Regions from separate parts of the Gossypium hirsutum genome. Here region 1 is linked to region 2. Evidence: chromatin contacts called from public Hi-C data. All regions are on one chromosome and are shown on one strand. The core of a region is the stretch at or near the end of the contact, and the rest is flanking DNA. Distances in the headings are between cores, read along the strand shown.

Region 1 (4,101 bases), core at 1,476-3,975, 170 kb before region 2:
AATTACAGACATATATTATTTGTATTCAAAATCTTAAAATTTAAACCCTTTTAAAGAAGTCAAATATTTTATTTGTGGGATTGTTTTCACATTTTCGTGTCAAACCCGGTTGCCATCAACGTTTAACGGGTTGAATTGAAGGCCCATATTTGTTGGCACCCAAATTAACATCCATTATATCAGCTCTGAGTCCTAACCAAATTACTTTAATATCTCTTCGCATCTTAATTAAATTAGATTATTTGAGTGTATTTTAATTTTTTATTTTAAAAATTAATAAAAATATACAGAATATGAGCCCGTGTTAGTTGGGTTAACAAAACCTTATATTTGTCACTAAATTAAAATTTTATTTTAATATTTTTATACATTTTAATTTTATTATACACACTTTGTTACCTCAATTAATTGCATATACTAATAATATTGTTGATTGAGATAGTGACACAAATTAACTCGACATCAACTTAGGATTGATGACACCATGATAAATAATTGGGGTTTTTTACCTATATATTATAATTTAAAAAAAAACTGAAATGGTATGCTAAAAAGATTATGTACCAAAATGGTACATTTAAAGAAGTGGAGGGTGGTGCATAAGTGGCACCACCCTAAAATTCTAACACATTTCAATTAAAAAATAATATTTTAATAGTGGTGCCAAAGTGATTGGCGACATCATTTTGTTCAGCCTAATTGATAGGCGACAATACTTGTTGTATTTCACTTGTATTTTCTTTACGTGCCGCCTATCAAGTTACATTCATCAGTTTATTTTTTATTTTTTATTTTCAATCAAATTTGTCAGAATTCTAGGGTAGTGCCGCCTATGCGCCACCCTCCACCTGTTTGAATGTACTATTTTGATACATAATTTTTTAAACATGCCATTTTTGTAAATTTTTTATTTTATAATATATAGGTAAAAAACCCTAAATAATTGTATTCATTTAATAATATTAATTTGATGTATTTATGTGTTTAAAATTTGTTTTACTTACAATTTAATCTAATTTTTATTTTAATATTGTATATATTTTATATGTTATTATTAATTAGTTTCAAATCATACATTTCATTATTTATATGGTATGCTAAAAAGATTATGTACCAAAATGGTACATCTAAAGAAGTGGAGGGTCGTGCATAGGCGGCACCACCCTAGAATTCTAACACATTTCAGTTAAAAAAATAATATTTTAATAGTGGTACCAAAGTGATAGGCAACATCATTTTGTTCAGCTAAATTGATAGGTGACAACACTTGTTGTATTTGACCCGTATTTTCTTTAAGTGCCGCCTATTAAGTTACATTCATCAGTTTTTTATTATTATTTTCAATCAAATTTGTCAGAATTCTAGGGTGGTGCCGCCTATGCATCACCCTCCACTTGTTTGAATGTACCATTTTGATACATAATTTTTTAAACATGCCATTTTAGTAAATTTTTTTATTTTATAATATATAGGTAAAAAACCCTAAATAATTTTATTCATTTAATAATATTAATTTGATGTATTTATGTGTTTAAAATTTGTTTTACTTACAATTTAATCTAATTTTTTATTTTAATATTGTATATATTTTATATGTTATTATTAATTAATTTCAAATCATACATTTCATTATTTATTGTATGTTATTTTTAAACACAAATCTATGTTCTAAATATGTGGTTTTCACATGTATACGCGTGTGATAAAATTTCTAATACTATTATAATGTGTTGGATTGAATTAGTGTCACCCATCAATCAGATTTGAACTTAATTATGAAATTACTAAAAATTTATTATTTTTAGAGCAATAAATATTATTTTGAGAGGATTTATGGTTTTTTTAATATTTTGATAATCTAGTTAAATACATGGGCATTAATGAGTTTTGAACTCAATGTATCATAAAATTTAGGTTAAAATATGTTGTAATTCCTTGTACTCTTTGTAAATTTAGAATTTAGGGTGGGTTTGGATGAGAGATTGGGTGCGGTGCGGTGCGTTTAGCTTACTTTTTATCTCACGCTACAATATTGCTACAGTATCTAATCTCACTGCCACCGCTGTTTTTACACTAACCGCAGGTAAACGCACCGCCTATCCAAACCCACCCTGCAGTTAGTGTAAAAACAATGGTGGCGGTGAGATTAGATATTGTAGTGATACTGTAGCGTGAGACAAAAAGTAAACTAAACGCACCGCACTGCACCCAATCGCCCATCCAAATCCACCTTTAGTCTCTCCACTTTTTAGATTTCAAAATTAAGGTCAAACTGTTAACCTTACTAAAATTATTTTATTAAATTTAAATTCATTATAACGTCATTTTTTTAGTTATATAGTTGTTAAGTGAGTATCTTTTTATTATTTTAAAACGTCACACCAATAATTTAATAGTGTGATAAATTGGATTTGAAAATGAATTTTAAAATCGAAAAACTAGAGAGACTAAATTCTTTAAAATAAATTTAATCTAAAATTTATCATCTAAACCCTTTTCTAGTTTTTTAATTTTCATCATATTTATGTTTATGTTTGGGATTCGTAATTACCTTTTTAACAATAATGACAAACCTTCTATTGTTAATATAATTTATCATCTTAATTATAGTATTTGAATTAGTGCTATATCTTAGAGCCATAATTTAATATAATATTAATTGCTTTAACTTCAGAAAGCGACATGCAGTCCAGTAAAGGTCGACTTGTAGATCTAGGTGTGGCGCCTAACATCTCGGCGTTATGGAAGATCTCACTTCATCCTCAACTCCATTCCCATTCCCATTCACAATAAAAAAAGCATATATCACTTATGATTGAAGCAGCTGTGATTGGATTCAAGCTCTTTTGCCCATGTATTCCAGCCCATCACACTCTGTCTTTCTCGTATGTCATCCTATTATATTCATTTCCTATTAAAGTTATTTTTTATCTGTACTACAAATTTTGATATTACCAAATCTTTCCCTCTCTCATCCACGTGCTCTCTCACTCTCCATCTCTCAATATATACACATATATATGAATCTCTTCTCTCCCACTAAAAGAACGATCAGATGTACTTCTTGTTACCACTTTTAAACAACCCAAGCAAAAGGAAAGAGTAGCTTTTTTATATTTCCAATCAAATCTAACGCATACTTTCTCTCTGTGCACTTGTTATTCTTCTACTACTAGTAGTAGTAGTTATTGAGGTAAAATGGAGAAATATGAGGTGGTCAAAGATTTGGGAGCCGGCAATTTTGGGGTTGCTCGACTTCTCAGACACAAGGATACCAAGGAGCTTGTTGCTATGAAATATATTGAGAGAGGTCACAAGGTTTGGTTCTTTAATGTCTATTATCTCTCTCACTTGTTCTTGCATTTTTTGGGTATTATTAAGCTTGAATTGACTTCATCACTTCAAATCACGTTCTTCTTTCTGTCTCTTCCTTTTGAATGCCAAACCAGTTCATTGAAAGCTTAGCTTAGCTGTGTTTGTTTGCAGATAGATGAGAATGTGGCAAGAGAGATTATCAATCACAGATCTCTTAGACACCCTAATATAATCCGGTTCAAGGAGGCAAGTATCGTCTCTTGCTTCATTTCCCTTTTAAAAAATTTGGGATGTTTCTATTTTTGATGGGATATGAATGCTGTAGGTGGTTTTGACGCCTACCCATTTAGCAATTGTGATGGAGTATGCTGCTGGTGGTGAGCTCTTTGATCGGATTTGCAGTGCTGGTAGATTCAGTGAAGATGAGGTCCTTTTTCTGTTTCTATTTTTATTCTTTTCATTCCCACTTTTTTTTTTTTTGGAAACAAAATTTATTTTAGTGCTTACTTGTTGTATTTCTTCAGGCTAGATATTTTTTTCAGCAGTTGATCTCTGGTGTCAATTACTGTCACTCCATGGTAATTTAAACTCAAAAAAATGAAACCTTGATGTTTCTTAGTGTATGCCAAATGCAATAACTAAATCTACTTATTGTTTCCATGTTCCTATTCTTGTTCGCAGCAAATATGCCATAGAGATTTGAAATTAGAAAATACCCTTTTAGATGGAAGTCCTGCACCTCGTTTGAAAATCTGCGATTTCGGTTACTCTAAGGTTTGGGAATAA
Region 2 (4,244 bases), core at 1,093-3,592:
ATCAAAATAAAATATTAGGCAAATTGGGTGCATACTTTTTTTTTTCTATAAACAACCTTAAAAAAATTATCATATTTTTTTTAATATTTCACTATATCTTTATAAAATATTTTTCAATAATTTAATACTACTGGTAGAGTCTAAAAATTTCATCAGAACATTATACCAAATATTATTCTTTTAAAAAATAAAAACTAAATAGGAAATGTTTGTAATGAATGTAAAGGAGGTGTGCATACTTCTATCACGCATGCAACAATGGATTTGAAACCGTCAATTCTCATCCCTAAAATCTCATCATCATTTCAACCCTCTCCTCGGACAATCCCTAAAAATCTCAATATTTTCTTGTGTGATGAGATCAAGTTTGGATTATTTGATGTGTTGTGTCAAATTAAAATCCTCAAAAAGTGGGGAGAGACCCATCCAAATCCTTTAGAGTTTTAATTAAGAAAGGAGTAGCTACTATCCTCCAACACCCAGCCACAATAAAAAGAGGTGGTGTCAGAAATGGAGAAGTGAGGCAATCGAATGGTCTATATTTATATCCCCCAAAAACCCTAACTCAATCAAACCCAAAGGGCAAAATGAGTGAATCTGCCACTGCCGGCTGCCATGTGATTTGCTATTATTACCATATTTACATTATTATCATCTGCTTAAAAAACATGACCCACGTAACGCTAGAAACACCTTGTCACTTCAACCAACACAACAATCAACTTTCATGCACTACATTGCATTTGCATGCCTATTTCCTTTGTTGTCGGAATAATAATAATAATAGAAATAAAATAAAATAACAAGGAGCGTATTAATTACCTCAGCTTCGTTGGAGAGACCAAGCTTTCTAACCAGGTACTTTTTAACCATGAAAATCGTCACGTTCTCGTCCCTTTTTTTGATGTTTTCATTTTATTTAAAACAACAAAACAAAACCCAAAAAGAAAAGCAACGTCAGCTTTTTCTCACTCATTTTGCTGAACACCATCATTAGCTAGTTGAAAGATAGGAAAAAGAGAAAAACACACACACACACGACAGTGATACGATCAACTATTCACTGCTAACGTGCACCCACTTACTTCACTCTAATGTATGCCTTTGGTATTTGAGGCAGTGCTTCCCCGTTCCTGCCATTTCATAATGTAAATACCAATTAGCAACTAAATAGTACATTAAAGGCAGATTTAAATGGTAATTGCGCATGTATTATTTACAACAAATATGCGAAAACCATTACATCAACCCTGATTTAAATTAATATACGTGCATTAATTTCTTTCTATGGGATCATCATTATGGAGCAAGGATTTTTGTTCCTTTTATTTCCTTTCATGCCATTACTCAAATGATGTGTTCTTTACATCTATAAACTAACCCACTACCTAAAACAATAGAAAACCAAAAAAAAAAATCCTTTTTTCAGGTTTTGCTAAATGAAGAAAATTAATGTATGTAGGAAATGGAAAATGGTAGTATAGTACTGTGTAGAAAGGGAAGAAACGGAAAAATCTGAGAAAATAGATAAAAGAGGTTAATGATGAATTCAGATGAAGAAAACGAAACGTTGATGAGGGAATATAAGCAAAAAAAAAAAGATGGAGCATGTGAAAGAGAGAGCGTGCGATGTGTATTAATGATGGTCAGATTGAAAAAAGAATAGAGCTCACCGGTTGGTATATGAGTGAAGGGTAAACCACAAGCCAGAGTGGGGTCTGGTTCTTGGTATGTAATGATGGGAGTTATTGGGAACCGGCACTTGCCAGTCATTGAAGCAACCTGAATTCATGTGGCACGGCCACCACCATGCCATGTCATCGTAATCATCATCATCATCACCATAATCATCGCCTCCATCTTGATTTCGCCACACGGCCATCTGCCCATAATTGCCACCTTCATCATCATCTTCATGAGTCTCTGAATCTATTCCTAGACTTAAACCTAGCTCCAACCCTTTAGTACTATTACTACTACTACAACCAGGTGGCTTCTGCTTAGCTTTGAGATGTGAAGAAGCAGCGGCTGAAACTGGAAAAGGAACGGCAATGTTAGGGTTGGGTTGATGTTGCCCGTCATCTTGTTTCTTTGGTGCAATGCTAAACCCTAACCCTAACTCAAGCCATTCATTCTCTTCTGAAGATGGGCAGTTGTGAGTATCCTTACTGGTTCTCTCAGAATGCGAAAGATAGGCCATTTCCACCACCCACTTGTTGAGGATGTGTTTGGCAAATGTTAAAAATGAGGTAGTGTTGGTTTCACCCTTTTAGAAAACGGCAAACTTTGCCTGCAGCAGGTTCTAAGTTCTAACCACACTCACCCCCCAAATATTCACCCTCAAAATCAACCCTCATTTCTCGTATATATTCATTCCATTTATTTATATTTAATAATTTCAGAAAAAAATTATTTATTTTATTATTAACATGATATGTTCCGAGATCAATAATAAAAATATAAACTAACAACACTTCAAATACAGTTCTTATATTATATTTAAGATTGTATACATCAATCAAAACTAACAGTAAAAACTCAAGTAGACATGTCATGGCCGGTGAGATTGGACGTGAGTCGAATTATTTCCAATCCTATTGGTTCGGTTTGTAAAGAATTTATATTATTTTGATTTTTTTCAAATCTAATTAAATTAATTTTAAACATATTATTTAACTATGGATTGCATTATAATAAAATCAATTTACCATAGTTAAATAATATGTTTAACCATATGTTAAATTTAACATATTATTTAACCATATTTGCTCTTAAAATCAATTAGAATTGCATTTGGATTAGAATATTTAATTTCAAAATAAAAGAATAATGATAAATAAGAGAATATTAATACATCAATTTCATGTACTATCAATAAATAATAATATAATATATTATTATTAAATAAAATATAAAATAGTGAAAATTTTATAAATAAATACTAATAATCTTATTTTAATAGGATAAAAATAATTAATAAAAAATAAATACTAAACTTCAAAACCCTAAATCTCAATTATAAATCCAAAAGTTATTAATATATATTTTTAATAATTATAATTAATTAATATTTATTATATTTAAATAAAAATATTAGCATTTATTTATAATTCTTTCATTTAATAATGAGGTGTGCATGCATCAATAATTTATATTTGTAATTACAAATATTTTGGCGAAGGATTTGGTGATTATATTGGGTTGGAACTATATTAAAGTAAAATGACATTAGATGTTGAAAAAGAATTACAAGATTTAAAATTGACTTAAAAGAGAGAGAAAGTGTAGCCGTCGGTCAAGAGGTCATGATGATATATAGTATATAGTTGGATCCCTTGTTGTTGATGTGTTGTCTTAAAACTCCACACGGGGAAGTTACCCTATTCTTAGGGCGAATAGATTGCTCTTTTGTGAGCCCTCCATGCATCTCATGGTTTCATATCTTTCTCATGTCTCTACAGATAAAAGAAGAAACTATGGGTAGGATTGTGATTTTGTTGTTGGTTTCTGGTTTCTACATGTATCAGCACGCAACTCAAGACAAAATAATTACTAGTGTGTGTTTAGTGTAGGTGAAGAAGAAGATTTTGGGCTAAGCGTGGCTTTGCTTCTTGCTTTAGCCTTTAGTACGAATTGTAGCCATTGCATCGACCCATACCACAACCGATCCTACTCAACTTTGTCTTCCCTATAAAATCGGTAGCCCAGAGGCTCACCACTCAATCACCAGGTTTGGACAGGATTTGCTTTTGCTTGCTCTATACTTTCAACTTCTTTTTTCACAATTGTAAAGAGTGTGAAAGCAAGATACTAGCATGTTTAAATCACTATGCTTTCATTTGAGAAACTCAATTTCAGTTCAATCGTTTCTCAAATTATGGCTTCAGTAGTTATTTTAATTAGTCTTGAAAATTCTCCTTACTATAAACAATTGAGTCTGAAGTTGAAATTTAAATAAATTCATTTTTATAATAATAATGTTTTATATATATAAAGATCTTATTGATAAGCTTGTTAAAATCTGAATCAACCGAAACAAAGAGAGTAAATAGAGCTGACAAGTGTTGGACAGTGCTACAGCGAATTGCCAAGTAAGGAAGCTCGAAGAGAACAAAACGCTAAGAAAAGGGGGTAATTGGCAGAAATATGAAAGCATGGGTCAAAGTGGGGGCATATTGGTGCAAATTCAAGGGCTGAGAGGGACCGCAACCATGTTATATATATATGGAGTGTTATGTTCAACC

What was found. A called contact is a pair of places that touch in the nucleus more often than the background predicts.
Region 1: a contact with region 2 is called in a Hi-C map of leaf, with 2.3 times the contacts expected there. The contact joins the promoter of LOC107914481 here to the promoter of LOC107889823 in region 2. A contact is called at or near these places in 2 of 34 Hi-C or Micro-C datasets (both in leaf).

What each region holds. Positions count from the first base shown.
Region 1 is chrD10:17,824,987-17,829,087 of Gossypium_hirsutum_v2.1, reverse strand. It overlaps LOC107914481 (serine/threonine-protein kinase SRK2A), which reads left to right and starts at 2,725. Exons shown (of 10, transcript XM_016843405.2): 1 at 2,725-2,885; 2 at 3,180-3,318; 3 at 3,487-3,561; 4 at 3,641-3,742; 5 at 3,840-3,893; 6 at 3,997-4,089. The coding sequence starts at 3,199.
Region 2 is chrD10:17,655,286-17,659,529 of Gossypium_hirsutum_v2.1, reverse strand. LOC107889823 reads right to left here and starts at 2,342. Exons shown (of 4, transcript XM_041102140.1): 1 at 1,674-2,342; 2 at 1,086-1,133; 3 at 823-895. The coding sequence starts at 2,200.